Linked DNA regions of Danio rerio: region 1 is linked to region 2. Evidence: chromatin contacts called from public Hi-C data. All regions are on one chromosome and are shown on one strand. The core of a region is the stretch at or near the end of the contact, and the rest is flanking DNA. Distances in the headings are between cores, read along the strand shown.

Evidence for each region. Hi-C and Micro-C count contacts between places; a contact is called where the count stands out from the background.
Region 1: a contact with region 2 is called in a Hi-C map of hematopoietic stem cells, with 4 times the contacts expected there. The contact joins the promoter of fubp1 here to the promoter of dipk2aa in region 2. A contact is called at or near these places in 2 of 18 Hi-C or Micro-C datasets (caudal fin and hematopoietic stem cells) and 2 of 4 datasets of contacts at active chromatin or transcription factors (caudal fin and embryo).

What each region holds. Positions count from the first base shown.
Region 1 is chr2:8,989,813-8,996,913 of GRCz12tu, forward strand. fubp1 (far upstream element (FUSE) binding protein 1) reads left to right here and starts at 2,471. Exons shown (of 19, transcript NM_213144.2): 1 at 2,471-2,626; 2 at 4,438-4,531; 3 at 5,063-5,098; 4 at 5,231-5,270; 5 at 5,362-5,408; 6 at 5,573-5,644; 7 at 6,779-6,836; 8 at 6,929-7,091. The coding sequence starts at 2,534. si:ch211-71m22.3 reads right to left here and starts at 1,618. Exons shown (of 7, transcript NM_001128386.1): 1 at 1,395-1,618; 2 at 798-920; 3 at 696-718; 4 at 407-609; 5 at 177-338. The coding sequence starts at 820.
Region 2 is chr2:8,597,976-8,604,684 of GRCz12tu, forward strand. dipk2aa (divergent protein kinase domain 2Aa) reads left to right here and starts at 4,579. Exons shown (of 4, transcript NM_001007436.1): 1 at 4,579-4,710.

The sequences.
Region 1 (7,101 bases), core at 1,221-3,720, 390 kb after region 2:
CAAAATACAGTAACTGTCCAGTACAGTAAAATACGGTTCATAGTATAGTTAAATACTGTGAAATTTACAAAAACGTTAACAGTGTACTTTTACAATAAGTATACGATGAAGGGTTCACGTTTAAATTTACAGAAACTATCTTCAATTCACAGAAGGAAGCATAAAAAATGTGTCACCTCAAAGTTCACATCCGTGCAGCAGGTCCAAAATACAGACGGTCCCATGATCTTAAATTCGGGTTCACCTCGTTCATTCTCAACTGTGAATTTGGGTAAGAGAATGTGCCAGTTTTGACGAACGTAACCAATGGGAGTTCCTGGTGGAGACTGAACCTCCAGCTGAAATATACATACACCATGTCATATACAGCACAGCATAAGAGCTAATAAAGTGATAACAGGCATACCTCATGGCTGCTGCAGCGGGTGCAAACAGACGGGTGCACCAGTCTGATGACCTCACGGTTTAAGTTGTCAGTAACATTCATAACGAAGAAACGTTCAGCGTATTGGCTGCCACAGCAGTCATCGGCCTCTGTGACACTAAAGACTTTGTTCCCACTGTCATCCTTCACTGAATAACTGCGGTTAGGCTGCACTTCACAGCAAACTTAAAGACATTTAAAAATGTTAAACCTATTAAGGGTAGAATATGTTGATCATGATTATCTTGATATTTTATTCAAGAACAAATACCTTCAATACATTCAGGATGGTCTCTGAAGACAAACAACCGCTCAATCTAAATAATAATACAATTTAAGAAAACAACACTAATCCGAAATTAATGCAACTTACTTAGAGACAGTAATGGTGAACATTACACTTAGAAAAAAAACATCTCTTATCTGACCCTGGTCAAGCCTTCCAGCTGAGAAGGATAGTGATATGGATTTGGGGAAGACAGCATTGCGGTGACCTCTAATGGAGACAGACATGTTTCTGGCAACATTACACAATGAATATTTCTTCCCTCTTACACACCTTCATGTCAACACTTTAAACTTCTAATACACATTTCTAACACACCTTTTCATGCTGATAGATATCACCCTGGACCTCAAAATCAGTTGTGTCAATTTTATTATGGAAATTAGGATTGATATAACCTTTAAGATTTATAATTGTGGATAGCAAAATATTTGGTGGAGATAAAACTATTTGAAAATCTGAGGGTTCAAAATTAAGCGATAAAATTGCCTTTAAATTTGTTTGAATTTAGTGGTTAGCAATGCAAATTACTAACAAAAGTCTATACGCATATAGGAAGGTTCTTTTAAACTATATTATTTCTGTATTAAATATTTAAAAACACTTTATACAAAAATGATAAAGTACACTTATTTTTTTATTAAGATAATCTACAGATTTGTTTAGTAAAACAAAACAGCTTACCTGACGAATCCATATCAATGATCTGGAAAAAACAAAAAACAAATAGCAAACAAACAACCAAACAAATGACAGGAATTGGACATAAAAAACAGGAAATCTTTTTTTTACATATGTATTTATAGATCATTAATGGTAAAAAAAATCATAATAAATTCACAATTTAACATGATTTAAAATTACATGGTTTAAAGATTACACTTTACGTACCAGTGAGAGACTGCGGCAGTGGCACTGATGAATACAGAAGTGTTTTTCTCACCGATCTGAACCACCACCACCCCCACCTGAAGTTTGTGGTTAAGCAATTGACCCACTTTTTAGTTGGACTACTCATGGTTAACAAATATAAATGAGTTTTGGTGATCAGTTAAAACTATTTCTTCAACACTATTACTGCCTATTATTATTATTGTTGTTGTTGTTTTTATTTTTTGAAGTGTATATGTTTTGCTCATAGCCTAAGCATTTCAACCACTAAATTCCCACTTCCTAAATGACGAATAACCGTTTTTTTAAAACAGTGCCACAAAATAGCATTAGATGATTAGGTTCTGCTGTTTGTTGAAACAAACAAACAAATTACCATGTTTGATTAGATTTGGTGCTTTTATAATAAACAATAAATTATATTTTTTACATGTAACAGGGAATTACATAAAAAAACACTATGCTGTGTGTGTTGTGTTGTGTTGTGTTGAGTTGTTGTATCTGCACTGTAAATCCCAAAAAGTTAAGGTAACTCATAAAACATTTTGCTGGAATAGTTTGCAGTTCATTACGCTGTGGTGACCCCTGATAAATAAGGGACAACCCCAAAGGAAAACGAATGAATGAATTTGAAAACAACACTTTTTCTGATTAAAGATAAACTCTAATTGTGCGAACATAACACCAAATTCACCACATACGGACGCACATTTAATGTTTATTTAATCAAAATGATAAAGACAGCTTTGTCAAATATGCTATTTTAGTGTGGTTTACAAAAAAAGATGTGCAATTCGAAGGAAGGACTTTTATTTGATTTCTGCCGACCGGAAGTGGGAGTATGATCAAGGCCGCTGCAGTCAGCCCCCTTTTCCTCATTCTCGCACGTAACAGCCATCTTCCTTCAGCTCGAGAAGACTGTTCGTGCAGACATGGCCGACTACTCTAACGTGGCTCCGCCGTCTTCGAACGCCGGTGGAGGGATGAACGACGCATTTAAAGATGCTCTTCAGAGGGCCAGACAGGTGAGTTCTTCAAAAGAGTCCGAATAACGTTAGTTCTTATTTTCGCGTTTGGTTATTCAAAACGAAAGTGTAGCTTAACTCGTTAGCTGACGTGCTAATTTGCGGCCTCGTTGCAACAAAGAGCTTTCGGTAGTGCGCGTTTTCTGTTTTTATTTACCCTCGTATTTGTTTTGAGTTTAGCTGAAGTACATGGTCGTTTTGCAAGTAATAAGATTATTTAGTACACCTTAATATAATATTAAGAGTAAACGGTTAGTTATAACTTCTAAATATTAGTTGTTTACGCGAACCGTGGCTGTTAACGTTACGCACAAACATGTACTCGGAAACAAAGTCGAGACGCTTGCGTTAGGCTTCAAAATATGTGATAAGTGTTTTGGTGTGCTATGTATATGTTTTTATTTGTTTAATTTTATTCTGTTATATGAATTAAGCCTAATTCCTTTTTTATTGTTGGAGGGGATTTGGGTGTACGAGTGTTACCTAACGTTAGTTTTGTGTAGAATCAATAAAGATTCATTGTCCAGTTATATTAAAGAGGTTTGATTGTTTTATTTGACGAAATTTAAGAATGATACATAAAGTTTGTTAAGACGTTTCTAAAACCGTCGAAGATAAAACACACAACAACCCACTGTTTTCCATTGTGGTTCTTGATATTAAAAATAGACGAGGGCATCTTAAATGGAGTGCGAACATTTTTTTTTTCTAAAAGGATATGTCCCGGTATAAGATTCTAACGATATGATAACCTTGGATAAACATATCACGGTGTTGTGATACAACACTAAAATATATTCCTTTTTAAATCTCTGGATTAAAAAAAATATATACTTTTTTCCCCACTTTGAAAACAATATTTTTTTTGACAGATTTGTAATATTTTGGATCAGTAAACATGTATGGCTAAATAATTTAAATGAATCATTGACATCTGCCATTTTCATTAGTTTCAAAAACACAGATTAATTTACAATTTAAAATGTCATCATTGGATGTATATGATACTGTTGTCCTAAAAAGCAAAAAAAAAAAAGTTAAATTTAAAAAAAATCTTACTCGTACTTTAGGAACGGCATTACAGGAAGTTTTAAAACCTTCACTTTTCCAAACCGCTGTATACCTTGAAAACTGTTATTGTCCCATGCCTATAGTCCCTATTATTAGTCCATGTAGAATGACCGTGTATCTCTCTTACTAAAACATAATCAAACCGATACTTTGCTACAATCTTCTTGTAAGGCCTAAATGTAGTGACTAATCTAAAAAATAAATGACCCCTTTTCAACTTTAGAATTTTTTTTTGCTATAATAAACATGTAAATGTGTAAGTGGAGGTATGTTAAAAAAAATTCTTCAACTTATTGTGCGCCATTTGCAATTTATTATTTTTAAACTATTGCTATACGTAAAGGCTGCAGCGTAGTCAAATTGTTGTGATCACATTAGGGATGTGCCGGTATAGGATTGTAACAGTAAGATAACCTTGAATTAAAATATTACAGTTTGACAGTATTGTGATTACTGCTCTAGAATATTTTCTTTTTAAATGTCTGCGTATAAAACTAAAAATAACTTTTTGTTTGATTTGAACGCAATGATTATGTCCGAAATCACATACTTCCATTCTATATAGTATGCGAGCCAAGTAGTAATACGATATCCCATGATACCATACATGAACCAGATATTTTTGGCGTTTTTTTCCGAACTGCAATATACCTTGAAAACAGTTATAGTCTTATGCCTAGATCTCATTTTCTAAAACTCGTTTTAACTCTGTAATTCATAATGTTGTTGTTTTTTTATAGATCGCTGCAAAAATAGGAGGTGATGGGGTACCGCCCTCTCCAGTTTCCAATGACTTTGGTTATGGAGGACAGAAGAGGCCCCTTGAAGATGGAGGTAAGTTCATGGAAATAATGTTGTTGGATGATGGATTAAATGATTAACTAAATTATTTGTTAGTAAAATAATCTTTAAAATTTAAGTGTCTAATGTGACTAGGCAGGTTACACATTTCAAAGTTAGCATATTTATGGAGTATGATAATGATAAATGGGATTTAATGTTCAAAAGCAAGCAGATTTATTAGTAAACGCATGCTTATGCATCCTTCCAAATGTTCTGTGCAAAAATGAAAATGTACTCACTTGAATGCTTATTTTTCTACAAATACACGCACGTAATTATTATTCATTGTGCCCAATTTGTATAAAGTTACTATTATTTAATTATTTTATTTTTTTCTAATTTCACTTTTAACTCATGCTTATTCCTTTTGACTGATTGCGTTTTTGTTTTTAATCTCACATTTCAAATTCTGTTAATAATACAATTATACACAAACATAGTAAAATGACAAGGGTCTACAGGATGGACTTCTTTTTTTTGCGACTATAATATTTTGTTATAAATAATTTTTTTCTTTTACAGATCAACCAGAAACAAAGAAAGTTCCACCAAGTGATCGTAAGCATTGTTATTGTTTTCCAGGCATAGCTTATTACCTTTTAAATGTGCACTTAAATAAAATAACCAATTAAGCGATATAATTAAGTTGTTCGCTGATCTAATAAGTTCATGCTTTCTTTTGTGCAACAGCTTTTTCAGCTGTAATGGGAGGCATGGGTGGCCCACCAAGGTATATTAAATTGTCACACTAAGTTGTAATGTAATAGATAAACTTCTACATTGCCCATTTTTTTAAATGATGCTATCGCATCTCTGTGCAGGTCTGTATCTGAAGAGTTCAAGGTCCCAGATGGCATGGTTGGCTTCAGTAAGTTGACCTATTTTTATACATTCATATCAGTTGTTGCCATGAAAATAGCCTTGGTTGCTGACAAGGCAATAAATAAAAAATACATTACATCATATCAGTTGTTTGTTTTTGGAGAGTTTTTATTTAAAACTTCAAATGGAATGCTTAACTCTTGTTTTCAGTCATTGGAAGAGGAGGAGAACAGATTTCAAGACTGCAACAGGAATCTGGCTGCAAAATACAGATTGCTCCTGGTGAGTCAAAAGTGAAATGCGTATTGGATGGTTTACACTGAGTGGTGTGGTTCACACGGGTCATGTTTATCATGCTTGTGTCTCCACTGCCAAACGGTACCCTTTTGATAGGCGTGGTGTACGACAGTTACGGTCGTTGTTATTTTCGCACAAAGTAAAAGCTGTAAGGGATTTTCACACATTGCATAAGAAGCACTTCTATAAATGTTTACAGCATTTGGTGATTGCTGCTGATTAATGCTAATGAGAGTTACTGAATGTCTGTAATTATAAAATCTATATGAACACATACAGACCATTACAGTCTCCGAAATGTTACCGGTTACTGAAAAGGCCTCATTTGTGTTTAAAAAATCAATTTACAATCAGTACAAACCTCTCATCGATATCTTTATTCTTCTCCTGCAAGTGTAACCTCTTGTTAAAGTAATTCCATATTTCTGAGTTCATGATAGTCAAAAAGTCAATCATGAATTAACAATTGCAATTAAATTCTTAAGTTGCTGAAAGAATCAATTGCTCAAGCTTTTTTTTTTTTTCGCTCTCCAATCTCACGTTTGTATGTCTCACAAAGGATGTGAGAAGCACTTTAATAATCATACGCAAGTTGTTATTATTAGGCAAGTACACTCAAATAGAGAAAGTGAAATCACTCGCGCTTTACCGCACGCTTTTAGATGCCCCCGTAAACAAAAGACACAAAGCAGATTCTGTTCTATTTGGCATGTGAATGTTTGTCACAAGAAGGCAACCAGGTTTATTTGGCTTAGTCGACCATGGCTCGTGTATTATGGTGTCATGTCCTAGCTGTATATTTAAAAATGGGGCTTTCTTTGTTGCCATTCTCCTGGCTTGTTGCTTACATTGGTGATGATTCTCTGTAAACCAATAGCGTTCAACAGTTAGTCTAGCTTCACTTTTTTTTTGGAATTGTTCTGTTGTGCTAGGTACCCTTTGGAATGGGTACTCAAAGTGGTGTGTTACGATTAAATCATTTAGTGCTATTGACAGTAGAAGCAGACAAAAGAAGTGTACCATACTGTACCTTTCCGTACCACTCAGTGGGAATGGTCTGTATGTCTCATTGTTGTCAGTTTTTTGGCCTGACTGCTTTTTGGTCATTCTTCTCCACAGACAGTGGTGGTATGCCTGATAGGTCAGTGACGTTAACTGGTTCACCAGATGCAATCATGTGAGTATCTCCATTCAAATGTTTTTTTCCCCATGATTATGAGCATTGTGTCATTTTAACTGTTTTAAAAACAAATTCATTGAACTCAATAGGACTGCTAAGAGGCTGCTCTCAGAGATTGTAGAGAAAGGCAGACCATCTCCAGCGTTCCACCACAATGATGGACCAGGGATGTCTGTTCATGAGATGATGATCCCTGCCTCCAAAGCGGGCCTGGTCATTGGAAAGGGAGGGGAAACGATCAAACAGTTACAGGTAACCTTCA
Region 2 (6,709 bases), core at 3,329-5,828:
TTAGTTCTATCAAAATAGCAAACACTACATCTCTCTATATTTAGACTAAAAGACTGCTTTATTTATTTATTTATTTATTTATTTAAGACTAATTATTTGTACTGAATGTTTGTGCTTTCATTTTAGTTGTCTTTCATTTCTTCAATTCTATTTTCCAAAACGAATCCTCTTTGCACTTAATAAGTTTACAATAAACCAGGTAAAAAAAAAATTAAATGTAAGTTGAGGTGATCGCAAGTTCACAACTGTGAGGTGATGTGCTCTACCGGCAGGATAATCTATATTATTTTGCTGTTTTTCATATGCGCACGTTTAAGATTTGAGATTATAACATTGCCATGATAGTCAAAGAAATCAAAACATTATTTTCACCCCAACGCAATTTAATCGGGCACTGAAGGCTAATAACTTAATTCTTATATTTGCTTTTTGACTTCTCACCATGTATCTTTTCTACAGCATAGTATAGTGTAAGAGCATGTCTATTACCAGAAAAACTAAATTAAAATTATATTTTAATTGAACACATCACATCACATACAGTAAGCTACGCCTACAGAACAGTCTGTTTAGCATTGTGAAAAGGCAAAGCTGAATATCTGTGGTTAATGTGCCACCCAGCGGTCAAATGCTGCTGGCGCATCAAGTACCGCCGTCGCCGCGGCATGAATGGCGGTACAAGGAACACATTGAAGTAGTAACATCTGTACACTGTATTTAAATGATGATGATGGTCCAGGATCAACAATAGTGAATTTACACTGTATTTAAACGATGATGGTTTAGGATCAACATTAGTGAATTTACACTGTATTTAAATGATGATGATGGTCCAGGATCAACAATAGTGTATTTTCTTTCTTTCTTTCTTTCTTTCTTTCTTTCTTTCTTTCTTTCTTTCTTTCTTTCTTTCTTTCTTTCTTTCTTTCTTTCTTTCTTTCTTTCTTTCTCTTTCTTTCTTTCTTTTATTTAAATGATGATGATGATGATGATGGTCCAGGATCAACAATAGTGAATTTACGCTGTATTTAAATGATGATGGTCCAGGATCAACATTGAATTTAAAATGGTTTAAAGAAAATTAAAAACAGCATTTATTCTAGCCAAAATAAAACAAATAATACTTTCTTTAGAAGAAAAAAAATATCATAGGAAATACAGTGAAAAAACAATTGCTCTGTTAATCATCATTTGGGAAATATATTTGAAAAATAAAATAAAATAAATCACAGGAGGGCTAATCATTTTGACTTCAACTTTGCGTTTTTTTTTTTTTTTTGTCTTCAAACAGCCTAAAAATCTGTTAAGATGCAGATGGTCTACAAATAAAACATTGGATCAGCTACTTAACAGTCAAAGTCATCCAGGATAATGAGTTTAAGCTCTGTGAGTGTGTATGTGTGTGTGAGGTGACTGTGTGTGTCCCCCCTGGTTGTTCATATGAGTGGTTTGTCTTTTCTGTCGACAAATTATCTCTGTTCGCTAGTGGTGAATGAAATTTGACTGCAGACGGCATGGATCTTCTCCCTCCTCTGGCTCTCTTAATGGCCCCGGTAATGGGATGATATTCTTATCATTCTTGTCTCTGCTCATCTGGAACATCAGGCTAATGACACTGATTGGGTCGTGGCCATAGAGACTCAGCAAATGGCCTCGAGAACTTAGTTAGAGCTCAGTCAGAGATAATGTCCTTTAAGATTACTGTGTAAAGTTTTAAATCGTGAGATTTAGGCAGGTGTATCTTTCACAATGGCATTATCTTCAGCAATTTTTTATAAAATATTGAATAAAATATTATATACTGTCATCATGGCAAAGATAAAATCTATCAGTTATTAGAAATTAGTTAGTGAAGGGGTGTTACTGTATACAATTTGAGAAAAATAATTAAGATACTAAATGCCAAGATAAATTAAGATAATTCATTAATTAAGAATATTAACTTGCCAGTTGATGGTATAAATATATGTATCTATGGAACTAGTTGTAGAATCACGATTGATAAAAGAAATAATATTTTATATTTTACATGACACAGTTAGACAAAGTTAAACTATTTTAATTTTTTACCAGATGTATTTTTTTTGTTTCCTCAAACTTGAAATGCAGTAAAACAAGTCTCCTAATTTATCTAATAATAATAATAATAATAATAATAATAATAATAATAGTAATATAAAAAAATAATAGTTACAATAATAATAATAATAATAATAATAATAATAATAATAAAAATAATAATAATAATGTGATAATATTATTTAACAATGATTATTAAACAATGATATAAAAATAATAATAACATAGTAATAATAATAATTAATATTATTATTACTGTGTTATTATTATTTTAAAATCATTGTTATTATTATTATTTAGAAAGATGATGAGTAGGCGGTTCATTCCAATGTGGCGACCCGAGATTAATAAAGTCTAAAGACTAAGACAAAGAAAATAAAATTAAATGAAGATCTGAGTCTTGCAACTGGTGTCTCAGTTATACATAATAATAATAATAATAATTATTATTATTATTATTATTATTATTATTATAATTATAGTTATTATTATTTTTATTATTACTATTTATTATTATTATTATTATTATTATTATCATTTTATTATTATTTTTATTATTTAGAAAGATCTGAGTCTTGCAATTGGTGTCTCAGTTATACTTATAATAAGAATAATACTAAAACAATAATAACAACAACAAATATAATAATGATAATAATTAGAATTATTATTATCATTATTATTATTTCAATATTATTGTGACGATTGTTGTTGTTGTTATTATTATTATTATTATTATTATTATTATTATTATTATTATTATCATTTTAATATTATAGTTATTATTATTTAGAAAGATCTGAGTCTTGCAACTGGTGTCACGGTAACACATAACATCAATTATTATTATTATTATTATTATTATTATTATTATTATTGTGTTGTTGTTGTTGTGCATTTGTTCATTCATTCATTCATTCATTTTTATTTATTTATTTTTTTTTTACAATCTAGTCCTTTATTAATTTTGGGTCTTTCCCAGAGATGGGTGCGGCTGGAAGGGCATCCGCTGCGTAAAAACTTGCTGGATAAGTTGGCGGTTCATTCCGCTGTGGCGACCCCAGATTAATAAAGGGACTAAGCCGACAAGAAAATGAATGAATGAATAATCCACATGTCCACACAGAATCCACGTGAATGTACCACGTGTCTTTGGACTGTGGGGGAAACCGGAGCACCCAGGGGAAACCCACACGAACGCAGGGAGAACATGCAAACTCCACACAGAAACGCCAACTGACCCAGCCGAGGCTACTCCGCCACCGCGTCACCTATTATTACTGTTGTTGTTGTTGTTGTTATTTTAATATTATTGATATTATTATTAATTAGAAAAATCTGAGTCTTGCAACTGGTGTCAGTTATACATAACATTAATGATGATGATGATTATTATTATTATTATTAATCTTATTATTATTATTATTATTTAGAAAGATTTGAGTCTGGCAAAAGATGTCATAAGTACTTATAAATAATAATAATAATAATAATTATCATCATCCTATACATACATACATACATACATACATACATACATACATACATACATACATACATACATACATACATAAAATAAATAGGAAAAATCTAGTTCTGTAAAAAGATTCCACACAAAATTATCATTTATTTTAATCCATTTAAATGATCATTTCGTTTTAGAGACTCCATGTACATCAACTTATTGGTAAAATGAAGTCGTACCACTAGATGTCGCCAGAGTATTATTATTATTATTTTGTGACGAGAAGCGATTCGTGGGTTTAGATTTTCATTTCATCATTTCCAAAGACGACAAAAATGCTATTTAAGACGATTTTCCTCCGTCAGCATTACACTTTAATTAAGTCTCACATGAGGTTACCTAAAACCACATTTTTATACATTATATAAATTATTCTAGCCATATTTTTTATATATTTACCAAGAGTCAACACATAAATGGTGAAAATAATGCAAAAATATGATGGAATATTAGTAAATTATGTAACTTGTTTGATTTCTTCGTGTGGACACGTTAGTAAATGCACCAGTCCCTCACAGGAACTTAAAATAACTGAATGGGAAAAGCGTCAGACTAACAGGAGAGCAAGCTCGTGTAACTTCAACCTAAACTGTATGAAAGTGAGAATACGTGAGTTCAGCTGAATGGATACTCACTGGTTTTTTCATTCACCTATAAAGAGTGGTCAAAAGCAGCAGCTGCACTCTCATTATATGCCTTCTTCAGCTTTTATCCTGTTGGCTACTAGACCTTTAGGATGCACGTACTTCACGAGGACACGAGCAGAGACGCTCTAGGGATCGGGGGTGGAGTTACAACACGATCACCTAGTAACCAGTAACGTAAACTGACCAGAAGGGTCGTAAATACGAAACCCGATCCGCGAAGTCGGGTCTTTTGTGCAGCTGTTTCAAGGCTCGCAGACTGAACTTGTCTCGAAATTGAGAAGAAAACACTTGCGAATTTTAAAGGAATTAAGAAACGGGAATAGGAGTGTGCACGGACAACGCGAGAGGAAGCACCGACGCGCGCGGCTCGTAATAAAAGACAGGAGTTCATAAATAGACAACCAAAGCTTCATCGAACGAGCGGAATAACCCACTTGGTTCACTCGTTTTTTTTATTTGGTAGGTTGTGGAATTTTGCATGCAGTCATTTCATGTACTCATATTCACATTTCATGTGTTTTCTCATTTGATTGAACTTCTATAAACTTCTGGATTGAGTAACTTTGGTTAGGTTTTGTACGCTGGTAAGCAAAACTTTTCCATTTTGCAATTTTGTATCTGCTCAGTCATGTTAATTATTATTATTAGGATTATTATTAGCATTTATCTATGACGTATTGTTCCTGTTGATATACAGCGGTGCTGATAAACAATAAACACACGTCGCTTCGTGTTAATGTGACACGCACGTTTGTCATTCTGCCTTACATTAATACCGCAACTGCGCTAACAAAGTCAGTCGAAGTTACTGTCTGTGCTGTTTAATCTTTCAGAAATTTCAAAACTGTCTTTATGTATGTTTAACCTGCTATTCTGCTAGTCCTGTGTCTTTAGCTATATAGTTCACACAATTGAAGCATGCGCGTCGCTGATTGACGTGGCGAGTTGATCATCGGTCAGAGTTTGAGCGGTCATCTGGTGATAACTTTGAGTTTAAAGCACAAAACATTATAACATTACTTTTTTTGTGGATATAATTAATGTTGTATGTGATCAAAAAATAAACTTAAAGTTTAGGTTGTTTTTGTTTACGTTCTACAGGCGTCTACATTGACTATCATGGCAATGTTTACAAAGTATAAACATTTACTTTGATGTAAAGTTGGTTTTATGTTCCCACATTCGGACTTTCTTCTTAATAAAAATCATGTCAGAAAATATTATTTACAAACTCAAAATAGTGAATTCATATTAGCAGCCAATGACAGTCAAAGTACAGCATTGTTCACTGAATTAAATAGTGTTAATGTTGTTTTGAAGTTACTTAAATCCGATTTCAGACCGAATATTCAAAGTTACCGTGGTAAAAATATATACGTTAAGGAGCATGTTACAAGTTATCACTCAACGAATGTGCAAATAAAGCGAACTTTGCCTTATTTTTTATTATTATTAATACAAATTTAGTGTAAGGTTTTATTATTATTACTACAACAAATTATTTCTACATTTTGTATTGTTATAACTTAAAGTGAAGGGTCAGAAGTAAACTAGAAACCTTTAAAAAGCTAGTCTGAAGGATTTTCATATAATGTTACCGTAACTTTGCAGTAGCAGTGATAGTATTTCAGCAGTTACTGAATGAGGTAAAGCTGATTTTATATTCACACATTCTGACATTCTCCTTAATATTAATGTTATAATTTCTGAAAAATGTTATTAGCAAATGGTAAGCAATGTAGAGACCGTTAATATGAACAAATGTACGAATGTAAAACCAACTTTACCTCAATAACATTTAAAGTACTCAACAAGCAAAAGATACTTGTGTGGGGAAAAATGGAACTTTTTGACTTAGAAAACTCAAACCAAAAAGTTTCGCAGAGTTGTTTGCGAACTGAAAATAAGATGAATGAAAAAGTAATACATCGTTTGAAGGATTTTATTCGTTACAACAAAATGGAAGAGGATGCGTGTACGTTCATTTAAAATCTGTTCAACTTTTTCCTCTGAGGAATACAGAAAGAAGTGTTTTAGTCTATCTATCTATCTATCTATCTATCTATTTATCTATCTATCTATCTATCTATCTATCTATCTATCTATCTATCTATCTATCTATCTATCTATCTATCTATCTATCTATCTATCTAATATGGCAAGGCTAGGAACACAGCGCATAACTCGAATGGGCTGCCATCATGATGATTTTCATGTGTTGTTTTTCCCTTTTTGACATGTAGTCTCTGAACCCCATCCATTTTCACTTCATGAAGGTGAGAAGTATTACTATTTGTCAAAATGTCTTGACAGAAATTGTATGGCAAGCGAGATTGGAAAGACATGAGCCTTTGTAAATGTAATTTCTGGGTGACCTATCCCTTTAAGGGTAGTTCATGTAGGTCACCCACTTGCTTTCACCCAGCACAGCCATCAATCACACGCAAGTGTAAAGTGC